Linked DNA regions of Macaca mulatta: all the other regions are linked to region 1. A link is a contact called in public Hi-C data. All regions are on one chromosome and are shown on one strand. The core of a region is the stretch at or near the end of the contact, and the rest is flanking DNA. Distances in the headings are between cores, read along the strand shown. Region 1 holds the start of GRSF1 (G-rich RNA sequence binding factor 1). Region 2 holds the start of DCK (deoxycytidine kinase). Region 3 holds the start of UTP3 (UTP3 small subunit processome component).

Region 1 (4,482 bases), core at 1,452-3,951:
ATTCCCACCACTGCACCCCAGCAAGGGCAAAAAAGCAAAACCCTATCTCTAAATAAATAAATAACTCTAGGATTCCCAAATCTTGCAGATGAAGAAACCTCCTTCTCTTTTTTGGCTGGGGCGGGGAAGACTAGCCTGTTCTTTGTTTTCCTTGTGAAGTTACAGGGTTACTGACAAACAAAATTACTGTTCAGGGAAGAGATATCCAGTGGCTTCTATGTCCAAGCCCATTCCTAGGAACCACAGTTCCAGAGGGGCCTCAACCCCTGAGGCCTCAATTGGCCCCTTTCCAGGTATCCAAGAACAAATCACAAAGTAGTAGTGGGGAACAAAAACCAGCCTCACCTCAGCACCTGCTCTTACCCCAAAGGGAGGTGAGGGCTGGTGGCATGAGTGGGGCCCGGGCCTAGTCTCTAGCCAGAGGATGTGGGGACCTCTGTCTTGGGGGCCTGCCCTTCCCACACCCCCTCTCCCAGCGAGGCTGTCTTGGACATTTTTGGGACTCCTCTGAGGGATCATGGTTCCTGCTCTGGGCTTTGCTTTTGTCATTTTAACACTAAGGCATCCCAGCCTCCCTTCCTGGAAGATGGAGTATTTGCACTGTTGCCTTTTCTTTTGTCCCTGTTTTTGTACAAAAATGACAATACTCTCTGTTGGACTGTATTTTTTTTTTTTTTGAGACGGAGTCTCGCTCTGTCACCGGGCTGGAGTGCAGTGGCCGGACCTCAGCTCACTGCAAGCTCCGCCTCCCGGGTTCCCGCCATTCTCCTGCCTCAGCCTCCCGAGTAGCTGGGACCACAGGCGCCCGCCACCTCGCCCGGCTAGTTTTTTGTATTTTTAGTAGAGACGGGGTTTCACCATATTAGCCAGGATGGTCTCGATCTCCTGACCTCGTGATCCGCCCGTCTCGGCCTCCCAAAGTGCTGGGATTACAGGCTTGAGCCACCGCGCCCGGCTCTGTTGGACTGTATTTTAACCCAAAAGAGAAAACTGAGCCCCCTTCTCTTTGATACTGCAGGTTCATAGAGCCAAGTCTATCAATTTTTTTCTTGTTCTTTGTTTTTTGGTTGGGGAAAGGGTTTTCTAAGAAATACTGAACTTTCCTTACCTAAAAGTAGTACAGGTTAAACAAGTCAAACTTTAAATGTAATACCCATTGCTTTAAAATATTCTAGCAAAGAAAATAAGGTTTGGAAGATGGTGGCAGGGGATAGATGAAACAAGATTGAAAAGTGTTCACAATTTATGAAGTTCTGGAAATTCATTCTGTTCTTCTGTTTGATATTCTCCACAGTAAGAAGTTTTTAAAAATACTAGCTTTCTCTTATTTTTTACTCTAACAACTTCCTTTTGCTTGTCTCTGACAGGTCCTGGTCTCAGGAGGAGGAAAGCTACACAACCAGTCTCTGTGTGTGTGTGTGTGTGTGTGTGTGCAAATCTCTGTGTTCCCTTGTGAATACAGTTTCATTAGGGGAGGATTCACCTTTGTTATGCGCTTGATCAGTACATAATAAATATATATGTTTTATTTTTTTAGTGACAGGGTTTCACTCTGTCACCCAGGCTGGAGTTCAGTGTTGGCAATCATAGCTTACTGCAGCCTCCACCTCCTGGGCTGAAGCAATCGGCCTCCCAAGTAGTTGGGACTACAGGCCCAGGCCATCATGCCCGGCTTTTTTTATTTTTTGTAGAGACGGGGTCTCCCTATGTTGCCCAGGCTGGTCTGCAACTCTTGGGATCCAGTGATCCTCTCACTTCAGCCTCCCAAAGTGCTGGGATTATAGGCATGAGCCACCACGCCGTGTCTGTATTTCATTTTAAAACAACAAAGAATGCTCTCCTTCCTCATGTATCTCAAATTTGGGGGGTACCAAATCTCCGATATTATCCCAACGATTTTTTTAATAACCAGAGTATCACAATTCCTTTCAGAAAAGGTTCTTTAGCCGTTCACACCACGGGTTTCGGTGGCACATCTTGGGGTGGCACAGACCTGTGCTATAGGTCTCGGCTCTACCCAGAGCAGGATGGCCCTCCTTTTTTTTTTTTTTGAGATGGCGTCTCAGTATGTCGCCCAGGCTGGAGAGAAGTAGCATGATCTCGGCTCACTGCAACTTCCGCCTCCCGGGTTCAAGTGATTCTCCTGCCTCAGCCTCCTGAGTAGCTGGGATTACAGGAGCCCGCCACCACACCCGGGTAATTTTTGCATTTTTAGTAGCGACACAGTTTCACCATGTTGGCCAGGCTGGTCTTGAACTCCTGACCTCAGGTGATCCGCTCCCCCTCCGTCGGCCTCCTAAAGTGCTGGGATTACTGGCGTGAGCCACCACACCCGGCCTAACTTTTTGTATTTTAGTAGAGACGGGGTTTCACAGTGATGCCTAGGTTGGTCTCAAACTCCTGAGCTCAGGAAATCCGCCCACCTCGGCCTCCCAAAGTGCTAGGATTACAGGAATGAGCCACTGTGCCCGGCCCAAGCCTCACTTTCTTTGGGCCTCAGTTTACCCCGCCTGAAAAAAGAGCAGATCGACTGCACCCCCTTCCCGGGGCCCCTCCCAAGCTATGGGCAGCCCCGCCCTAAGGGCGGAGACTGGGCGGAGCGTCGCGCTCTCCTCCGCCTCTTTCGACTCACCGCTGCCCCCTGTGCCCGCGGCGCATGTTCCCGGCACCCCCACCCCCAACCGGCCCTGGATTCCACTTCCGCTCCACTCGCGCTGCAGCCGCAGCTGCCTACAGGCCCCACGCCGCCTCCGGAGTCCATGGCCGGCACGCGCTGGGTACTCGGGGCGCTGCTCCGGGGCTGCGGCTGTAACTGCAGCAGCTGCCGGCGCACTGGCGCCGCCTGCCTGCCCTTCTACTCTGCCGCTGGCTCTATCCCGTCTGGCGTCTCGGGCCGCCGCCGCCTCCTGCTGCTGCTCGGGGCCGCCGCGGCCGCTGCCTCCCAGACGCGTGGCCTCCAGACCGGGCCTGTGCCTCCCGGGAGGCTGGCGGGGCCTTCCCCTGTGGCCACCTCTGCCGCGGCGGCGGCCGCCGCGGCCTACCCTGCCCTCCGTGCCCCTCTGCTGCCGCAGTCGCTGGCGGCGGCCGCGGGCCCGACGCGTAGCTACAGCCAGGTACGTGGGCGCCGCTAGGGACCTGGCGCTAGACCCCTCCCGGGCTGCGCGCACGCGCCCCCGCGCCCCTCCGTGTGCACTTCGCTGGCGCGCCCGGGGATCCGCGACTCGCGCCGCACACCCTCCCCCGTCCGCCCTGTGCTCCTATTGGGCCCCGGAACAAGGGAAGCTCTCCTAGGCGTCGGGTTTTCTCCTTGATTTGTTCTCCCCTCGATTCTGGGTCTGTTGGGCAGTTTAAGTGTGGCTGGGGTGAATGTTGAGGCCTTGTTCCCCGCCGGGCCCATGGTAGGTTTCGTGAGGCTGCTGACGCGCCCACCTCGGATCCCTTTTGCTTTCCACCAGCAGGTTGTGAAGTTGCGAGGCCGGAGCCCGCCGAGGGTTGGGGGTTTCCGTGCAGCGTGAGCGCTAGGCCTGGGCGGCCCTCGGCGCCTCTCGGTGGGCCGCGGCTGAGAAGGTGCGCGCACACAGTTGCGTGGGCTGGCTTGTAGGGAAGGAACCTGTCCCCATCGCGCCCTTCCCTGTCCTGTCCCCAGGGAAAGACGAGCTGTCCCGGTTTACTGAAGGTCACCTCTGCAACTCCACTCGTACAGAAGGTCTTTTAGGACTGTGTGTCGCCTCGTCTGGGAAAGCAGTTTGGAGGTTTAGCTGTTGGTGGGAGGGGGTGAAGGGGAGGGAGCGTTGAGGGTTGAGGACACAATTTGGGGTCCCAGGAATGAATTTACAATGTTTTCCTTTCCATTTTTTCTTTATTTTTTAGAAAAGTCGGTATGTACTTAACTCAGATTGCAAATATTTTGTGTCTTGTAGATGAACCTTTCTCTTATTGTTATGTGGCATCTGGGAAGTGTCTGCACTTTTTAACTACCCAGCCCCTGATTCTTTGGGTCATATTTATCTGAATTCAATTTGTGCTTCTCCTTTAACTTAGGGAGACTGGGAGGCTCATTAGCATGGCTGCTGTGTGCCAGCGGCTGAGCTAATTGATTAGAATCCTGGCCCAATACTTTCCGCTGCCTTTTTCTGTGAAAGCTTGTGATGCTTATGGAATTCTGGAAAAATAGGGAAAGTTGTCTACAAAAACCACAACAAAACAATCTCTAATGAACCTTTGTGAGCTAGCTTCTCTTTTTTTTTTTTTCTGTGAAATTGAGGCAGTGGTATCTGTAGAGCATCTATGTGTTAGACACTGCTTACATTTATTCCTTAAAACTAAACATTAAGCCTTCATGAAAATTATAGATAGGGCCGGGCGCGGCACTTTGGGAGGCTGCGGCGAGTGGATCACCTGAGGTCAGGAGTTCGATACCAGCCTCACCAACATGGTGAAACTCCATCTCTACTAAAAAACGCAAAAAAGCCGGGCATGGTG
Region 2 (4,482 bases), core at 690-3,189, 160 kb before region 1:
TGAGGAAAGATTTCTAAATATGATACTACCTAACTGGATTAGAGAGAGGGAAAGTGGATGAAGGTATTGTGGTATTAATCTGAGGGGTTATTCATTCAACTTTACTTTTTTGTTTTGTTTTTGTGTTTTTAACAGAGTCTTGCTCTGTCACCCAGGCTGGAGTGCAGTAGTGTGAGCATGGCTCACTGTGGCCTTGATCTTTGGGCTCAAGCAATCCTCCTGCCTTAGCCTCCTGAGTAGCTGGGACCACAGGCACACCAGCACATGCAGCTAATTTTTTAATTTTTTTTTGGAGATGAGTTCTCACTATGTTGCCCAGGCTGGTCTCAAACTCCTGGATTCAAGTGATCCTCTTGCCTAAGTCTCCCAAAATCCTGGGATTACAAGTATAAGCCACCATGCCCTGCCTCAAATTTACTTTTCAGATGGCTTTGTTCAGCCACTTTCTCCTGTCTTTATATATGGTCTTCTTTATTCAGTAAGCAACTGTCAGGGGTTCCATACTAGTAAACATGCACCGTCAAATAACTTACATTGCTAAGTATAGTATATGGTCTTTCTACTGGTGCCTTAATTATGGAGCAATGAAATAAGAAGTCCTCTTTGAGAATGTATTTTTTTTCTATTGATTTGAATACTAAGCATCTGCCTGCCTTGTCTTTTTCAAGAAGGTACAGTGCTTTGAATGTGGTAAGAATTTTTAAAAATTTGCTGTATGCATGAATGACCAGCACCCAACCTGGAGCTAAAAAAATTAAAAAAAAAAAAAATCTATCAAAACAGGAAGTTTCAGGGGTAGGTTTCCTGAGGTTGGAAATACAGAAGAATCGGACGTTGGTGTGTATCTTGCAAAATGACCTAGTCTTAGCACCCCATCTGAGTTAACAGAAACGTTAGTGGTCTTCGAATCATAATCCAATGTTTACTTGGATGTGGAGTAAGGGGTGAGGAATTGCATGCTATTAAGATCATAAAAGACCTCTTTTCTTGTACTCGAATGTTTCGAGTTTCGTTAATAATATAGCTAAAATAATGTTTCGGTAATAACATAGCTAAAAAACTGTAAACAACCCAGAGGTCCACAACTAGAAAATCGATAAACGATGGTACATCCATGCAATGGAATACTACTCAGCAATAAAAAAAAAAAAAAAAAAAAAAAACTACACACACAAGTAACATGAATGAATTTCAAAAGCATTATGCTAAATGAAAGACGCCAGACACAAAAGGCGATATAGCCTATGATTCCATTTATATGGCATTCTGGAAAAGGCAACACTTGCAGGGATAGAAATCAAATCAGTGGGTGTCAGGGAATAGGAAGGGTGGAGGGCGCTGACTACAAAGGAGCAGGTAGGAACTTTCTGAGGTGATGAAAATGTTCTGTATTTCGATCGTGGTGATAGTAAAACGCATAATGTTTGTCAAACCTCATAAAAGAGTACACCTAAAAAGGGTGAATTTAATGTAAGTTACACCTCAAGAAATCTGATACCCTTCCCCCGCTTCCCTTTGCGAGTTCCCAACAAAGAGGGCGCAGAGGCTCAAAGCGCGCCTCACAGAGACCACAGGCCTGGCGCCCAGTCTGACTCCGGGGACCGCAGTCACCCCGTGGCGCGGGAGGGAAGGGAAGGAAGCTCTGGGTGGGAAAGGAAGCCGAGGGCGCGTCCACACGGCCAGGCTGGAGGGAAAGCCCTCACCGAGGAGCTGCACAGAGATGCGGCGAAGGGAAGCTTCAGCCACTGCCGCGACACCCCAGCCTTGCGTCCCACATTTCTGGAGGCTCCTTACCGATGTTCCCTTCGATGGAGATTTTCTTGATGCGGGTCCCCTCAGAGCTGGCTGAGAGAGACGGGCAGCTTCTCTTGGGCGGGGTGGCCATTCCTTAGTCTTGTGGCGGCCCAGAGCGCGTCCAGCAGAGAGGGCTGGGAGGCGGCCACAGGTACGCGCACTGGAGCTCGCGGCGCAGCCGAGGCAGATCCCGACCTGCCCCGTCCGCTAGTGAGCTCACAGGCCCGCCGGCGGGTGTCGGGGTTTGACTTTGGCGCGCGGAGGCAGCTGAGGACAGGGGCGGGCCTGTGGCGTGGCCCCGCCCTCCTCAGCCCACCGATCTCTGGTTGCCCCTCGGCCCTAGCCCGCCTCCAGCGCGACTCCCCGCATGGGCGCTTCGCACGCCACGTCACGTGGAGGCCGGGGCGGGGCCGCGCGTGTGGCGGAAGGCCTCTACCCTCGCAGCCAGGCGCCCGGGCGGGGCGCTGGAAGAGGTTCCGGAGTCGGGTGGGGAGGAAGGGTGGACGCCAGAGGCCTGAGGGCATTGGAGGACAGGGGGCGTCATCTGCAGTGGGCCGTGCCAGGCTTTGGAAAACCCGCCTCTCCAGTGGGCCTGCTGGAGATGAACAGACGCGTCTGGACAGAACTGGATAGACTTAAAGATTTGAACTCATCAGGGGAGAAGGCACTGTGTGGTAGGAAAATCAAATGGATTTACCCTGGCTTCTCAGCCTAGAGGAAGACTATGAAGCGAAGTTCCGCCCTCGGGAATCGCACTGCCCACTTAGAGAGCCAGGCTCTCTTCCTCTATGTGCTTTTCATTAATTCAGTCTAGTGGCGAAGATACTGTCATTAGCCCATTTACCTACTAGTGGGAAAACAGGCACTGGGAGGCTGCTTGTTCCAAGTGTCAAAGTCAATAAGTGAAACTGGGATGGGAATTTAGGTAGTCAGATGCCACCCACGGGAAGCCTTTCCAGATCTCCCATACCGCTTTCCATTTGATTTGGATGCACGACCATGCTGCATAGAAGTTAGCACGTTGGGTAGGTAGGTTTCTGTTCGGCTGTTAGCCTGCCTAACACCTGGCACATAGGTAACAAAATGTACTGTATGTTGAATTTTTGAATGCCTACTTATGTGCCATGTACTCTGCTGGGACAAACGCAGTGTAGGATTTGTCCCAGCTCGATGAGTGCATTTTTAGTCAGGGTAAAGACCTAATGAGGCAAGAGACTAGGGAATTAGGGTAACCAAGGGTTAAGGCATAAGCAAAAGAACAGCAGGTGCAGCCAGTTCTAGGCAAGACTAGGCAGCATACAGGCCACACCTTCACTCCTGTGATTACAAGACAAAAGTTTCCGCCGGGCGTGGTGGCTCACGCCTGTAATCCAGCACTTTGGGAGACCGAGGCGGGCGGATCACGAGGTCAGGAGATCGAGACCATCCTGGCTAACACGGTGAAACCCCGTCTCTACCGAAAATACAAAAAATTAGCCGGGCGTGGTGGTGGGCGCCTGTAGTCCCAGCTACTCTGGAGGCTGAGGCAGGAGAATGGCGTGAACCCGGGAGGCGGAGCTTGCAGTGAGCCAAGATCGCGCCACTGCACTCCAGCCTGGGCGACAGAGCGAGACTCTGCCTCAAAAAAAAAAAAAAAAAAGACAAGTTTCCGCATCAGCCTGCTTTTCTCAGCCATCTCCATTTCAGCCTCTGATTGGTCGCAGGCCAATCTTTCATAGGGTGTAATCAATTGCCTAGGGGTCTATCAAATTCTTTTAGCCTAGTAAACCTTAAGAACACTGCAGTTGGGACTCTTGAAGGACTTCCTTCGCTTCAATAAATTTTGTGCTTTTGTTACTCCGTTTTGTTGCTTTGTCTTTCGTTGCTTCCTTCTTTTGTTGCTTTGTTTCTACGTTTTGTTCAATTCTTCAACACGCCAAGAACCCAGACAATTCAGAGTCAAGACTTCCCATTCAGTAACACTAATAAACCGGATATTACCCAGTCTAGAAGTTATCTGGTCCAAATTGTCTACAGAAACCAAAGGCCTTGCTATTCTTTTTTTACACTGCAACTACCATGAGACCTGAAAAGGATCTAAATGTGTAGCCAAAAGGGGAAAATGGTGACTCCATCCTCAGAAATAAAGAGCAGAAATTAAATCTGAATCCTTGGCGATCACATTTTCCAGGATTAAACAGCAAGTATCATTCTATGTAACTGCCCTATATTACTGTTATGCAATTATTTTGTATGTATTACTTTTACTTATCCCCATAGTGATTAATAGCAAGATCCTAGGAATCGAAAAGGCCTGAATAGTTGTCATCAGGTATAGCAAGGAAGTTGGGAGAAAGGTGCTGGGGAAGCTACTAGCTATCACATTCCACCGCCAAGCTTGGGGGAAAACTCATGAAATGGTAATACTGGCGGCTACCGAGAGAAGGAAGGCAAGTCTCTGAGACATTCAACAGGGAAGCAGAGCTGGTCCTGGATGCATGTCATAAAGAGGCTTGGGGTTCCAAGGAGTAGAAATCTCCAAGTGTGGTTTCCACAAAAAAGACCCACACAGGAAGTATCTTAAAATGATGAAGAGTTTAAGCACTGGAAAATGAAAGATGTCAAACACCAGTTCTACCAGTTTCTGGCTGTGAAAACTTGAATTCATCTAAGCTTAAGAGTATACTTTGAAAAATACAAATGTGGGAG
Region 3 (4,482 bases), core at 585-3,084, 150 kb after region 1:
AAGCTAATACCTGTTTAACAGAATACTGAAAAACTTCAACATCATCTCTTTTCTCAAGCACCTTCATATTGCTCCCACAGTTCTTATAATCTTAATATAAATTGTCCAATAACCCAGACAAATTTCCCTGTGGACAAGAATTTTTAAAATTTAAAGTATTATATATTAATACAATCACTTTAGTTAAAAGTAAAAATGTATTGATCCACAATTGCCAAAAACTTATGCTAAGCAAAAACTTCATTTAAGCTTAATGCTCTTTTTAACTCCTGCACGAATGCCAGATAATTCACCACTATAACGTTGCTCTTCTTTACGAACTTCACGAACCTGGCCTCTTCTTCGAATTTTGGCTCTTCTGAACTTCTCCCTGTGTTTCACTCTGGGATTGCGGTCAATCTTCTTTCTCCTAGGAGTAAGTCCCCTATTTTTAGCAATTTGATAGGTAATGGCTCTCTTTGCATTTTGATCTTCAACAGCCTGTTCTTCAGTGCTATTTTCTTCTTTCTTTCTCTTTAGCTTTTGCCTGTCTTCTATTTCTTTATAGTACTTCAGTTTAGCTTCTTCATCAAAATCAGAATCATCAGAAAGATCTGTAACAGCACAGGCAGCAGCAGAAGTCTTTGAAACAGACTTTGGTTTGGGCTTGGTGGATTTTGCTTCCGGAATCAGTTCTTTCTTTACAGCATCATCCTTAAGTGTCAACAGATAACGAATTTCTGCGGACAGCTTCTGATCCACAACTGACAGCTTGTTGATCAAATTTCGGTAGGTAACAAGCCTTTCTATGACAGGATGTCCATGTGCTGGGACTCTCCTAGCTTTCAGGATCAAATAAAAACTGATGTTCGAACAATAATTCAAGTAGAGGTTGTACTTGGTCCTCAAATATTGGCTTCCTTTTCCAGGTGGAATGATCCCTTGTTCCACCAACTGTAACAATGGCTCCAGCTCATCCTTCACCTCTGTCAGCTTGACTTTCAGGTCTTCTATCAGCTCCAAGAGTTCTGGGGATTCCTTTCGCAACATTTTCAGCTTCTCCTTCACTGAAACTTTAGCCAAATCCTTCACGACCCGTGTCTCAGTCTCATCTACCTGAGGCACTGGTTTTGCAAAGGCCTCAACCCAGGCGACACCAAAATCGTCCTCTTGCAGCGCTTGGGCTAGGCGCCGCTGAATGATCTGTGCCTCCTCCTCCTCCTCTCTTTCCTCCTCCTCTGCCTCCTGTTGACCCTGCCGGCCTCGGGACTTGGAACCATAGTCCGTGTCATAGTAAAGTTTTTTCCTCTGACCCCACGACAAACTGGGATCCACAGAGGCCTCAGCATCACTCTGCACGGAGCTCCCACCATCATCATCGGCATTCTCCTCCTCCTCCTCCCCCGCACTCCCCCCATCTTCGTCGTCCTCATCGTCCACATCTAGGGCTAGCACCTCCTCCTCCTCCTCCTCGCCATCCTCCTCGTCTCCACTCTGTTCTTCATTCCAGCCCTTAGCTAAGGCGGCCCGGGATCGTGCCTCATGAAAGTCATCTACCTGATCTTGGTAGTAGCTGGTGTCCCCTGGTGAGGGTGGCAATCCTAAATCATCTCCGTTTTCGTCGGTGAGCGTGGGACCTGCCTTGGCTCGCACAGCTGCCCACTTAGCTGCTCCGCGCCGCCGGGATCTCCCCACCATGGCTCACAATCTCAGGTTTTACAGCGACTCCGGACTTTCGGCCACCTCTGACTTCGGTGCAGGAATCAGACGCTCCGATAACTCGTGGCTTTAAACAGCCGCGCGCTCCCCCGCCACCAGAGTTTGCAGACTCAGGATCCGCTACAGGAATTTCTTTTACCTTCCGGCCCCCAGCATGCTCTCCGCGTGGCGTACGATTCAGGACTTCCGCTCGGTCCCTTAGGCGAGGTCACGTTGATACCAACTTCCTTTTCGCTGTGCCCTTTGACGCCAGTCGATTCCGGTGAATTAAAATCTTTCCGTGTGGAAACGATAGGATAAGGAAGTTCCGTTCCACCGAACCCTTTCTTGGGGCTCATGCGCTTATTCTGGAGTGCCTGGACGTGGCTGGCGGACGGAATCTTGACGGCACCTCCAGGCGAGATCCAGACGGCCAATAGAGGGCGCTGCGCTTTACGCCCTGGAGAAGTCGTGGGGGCATTCCATGGAGTTTTAACTGCGCGTGTACCTGGCATTTGCGACCGGCAGGCGTGTGCTAGTGTAGTTCTCCTGCTCCCTTGTTTTCTCTTTTCTGCTTATCAGGCTGGAAGTTAATCAGATTGTTTTTCTCTCATACCCACCCCCCCGCCCCACCACCACATTTCTGGGCACCACAGCCTCAGGCAGCGCCGCTAGACTCCAGAATCCCGCGGGAGGTTTCCGGGGGAGAGCGCAGGCCGGACCTCCGGCTCGGGTTTACTCATCCCCCTCGCCCTCTCCCTGCTTACAGAGCTCGGGGACCCGCTCCATGGGGATCGATAAACCTAGATGACCCTGAGGCTGACGGTGGGAAGGCAGAGCCCCACTGCAGGGTCTGACTCTTCTCGAGGAGGTCTGCCCTGAATGTTAGAGTAATTCAGGGTGTAAGTTTTTAGGCATTACATATGCAAGGTTCGGGGTTAGTATTATGATACCTTTTAGTGTAGGTGGTTGGAAGCTGAACTTTTGATATGTTGCTAAAATTAATGGTGACATGGCTGGGCGCGGTGGATTACGCCCGTAATCCTAAGCACTTTGGGAGGTCGAGGTGGGTGGATCACTTGAGGTCAGGAGTGCAAAATCAGCCTAGCCAACAATGGTGCAACCCAGTCTCTACTAAAAATACAAAAAAAATTAGCAGGGCTTGGGGGCGGGCACCTGTAATCAATCCCAGCTACTCGGGAGGCTGAGGCAGGAGAATCACTTGAACCCGGGAGGCGGAGGTGGCAGTGAGGCGATATCGCACCACTGCACTCTACCCTGGGCGACAGACGGAGACTCTGTCTCAAAAAAATAAATAAAATAAAATTAATGGTGACAATTTCTTTCTGTTTTCTTTTCTTTTCTTTTTTTTTTTTGAGACAGAGGCTCGCTCTGTCGCCAGGCTGGAGTGCAGTGGCGATCTCAGCTCACTGCCACCTCCGATCCCCTGGTTCAAGTGATTCTCCTCCCTCAGCCTCCCGTGTAACTGGGATTACAGGCACACGCCACTACCCCCAGCTAATTTTTGTATTTTCAGTAGAGACGGGGTTTCACCATGTTGGCCAGGATGGTCTCGATCTGCTGACCTCGTGATCCGCCCGCCTCGGCCTCCCAAAGTGCCGGGATTACAGGCGTGAGCCACCGCATCCGGCCAAAGGTGACAATTTCTTTGCAGAAAGTATAGTGTCATTAGGTTAATAGAAATAATGCAAAATTTTAGAAAAGTGATACTTTAAACATTTTCCAAGTGCCTAAAGGTGTCTGAAACATTTTGAAATTTTTACAAGATTTTAGAAAATAAAATTTAGAAAGATGTGGGCAAAAGTTATGTTCTGATGGTAAGCATGAATTTATTTCTTAATGTAAATTTTAGTACATTTTGCCATTTAGCAGATATTAACTGCTTACTCTTTGTTGCAGAATGCCACAGACAGTAGTGGATCCAAAGATGAATCAGCTAGTTAAGGACTTTATAATCAGGTAGAAAATAAGACGCTCATACAGATTACCGGAATACAAGGCAGTGTATGATGTAAACCCAGTGCTGTAAGAGAACGGAGGGGTAAGAGATAACCTTTAGATTGCTGTTTTGGGAATATTGCTTAAAGAATATGACATCTGTGCTAGGACTGTAGTTATTTCCTTGCTTTAAATGTTAAATTTTCATTATTTAAACATTAAGTTTTATTTAGACACATAAAACAAATACTAATTGTTCATTTTAATTGCAGATTATTTGAGAATTTAGTCAGGCTTCAAGACTAAAATGCATATTTTATTATAGATAAGTTAGAAAAATATTTTGGATATTGTAAATGGGAATGATCATATTAATATTATTTAGTTTATACTAAATATTAAATTTCCTATCAGAACAGAGTTGCAGTATTCAATGCATATTCAGAGAGTATTGTATTCTAACATTCTCAGAGCCTTTGTTTTTAGAGACAGGTGCTTGCTATGTTCCCCAGGCTGGATAGAACTCCTGGGCTTATGTGATCTCCTGCCTCAGCCCCCTGAGTAGCTGAGACTAAAGGTGCAAGCCGCTTCACCCAGTTTTTCAGATCCTTTTGATAAAGAACAGTTGATTCTCCTGCCTCAGCCTCCCACGTAGCTGGGATTACAAGCACCTGCCACCACACCTGGGTAATTTATCTGTTTTTAGTAGAGATGGAGTTTCACCATGTTAGCCAGGCTGGTCTCAAGCTCCTGACTTCAGGTGATCTGCCCATCTCAGCCTCCCAAAGTGCTGGGATTACAGGTGTGGGCCATTGCGGCCAGCCAATTTGAATCTTTATTATGTTA

The links. A called contact is a pair of places that touch in the nucleus more often than the background predicts.
Region 2: a Hi-C map of liver shows a contact between it and region 1, with 3 times the contacts expected there. The contact joins the promoter of DCK here to the promoter of GRSF1 in region 1. A contact is called at or near these places in 3 of 14 Hi-C or Micro-C datasets (cortical neurons, fetal cortex germinal zone and liver).
Region 3: a contact with region 1 is called in a Hi-C map of liver, with 3 times the contacts expected there. The contact joins the promoter of UTP3 here to the promoter of GRSF1 in region 1. A contact is called at or near these places in 2 of 14 Hi-C or Micro-C datasets (cortical neurons and liver).

The regions. Positions count from the first base shown.
Region 1 is chr5:63,013,427-63,017,908 of T2T-MMU8v2.0, forward strand. It overlaps GRSF1 (G-rich RNA sequence binding factor 1), which reads left to right and starts at 2,702. Exons shown (of 10, transcript NM_001267002.1): 1 at 2,702-3,113. The coding sequence starts at 2,760.
Region 2 is chr5:62,851,225-62,855,706 of T2T-MMU8v2.0, forward strand. DCK (deoxycytidine kinase) reads right to left here and starts at 1,940. Exons shown (of 7, transcript NM_001257554.1): 1 at 1,795-1,940. The coding sequence starts at 1,885.
Region 3 is chr5:63,167,050-63,171,531 of T2T-MMU8v2.0, forward strand. It overlaps UTP3 (UTP3 small subunit processome component), which reads right to left and starts at 1,835. Exons shown (of 1, transcript XM_001105717.5): 1 at 1-1,835. The coding sequence starts at 1,677. The coding sequence ends at 241. LOC144341169 (a long non-coding RNA gene) reads left to right here and starts at 2,042. Exons shown (of 3, transcript XR_013417952.1): 1 at 2,042-2,217; 2 at 3,215-3,334; 3 at 3,598-3,739.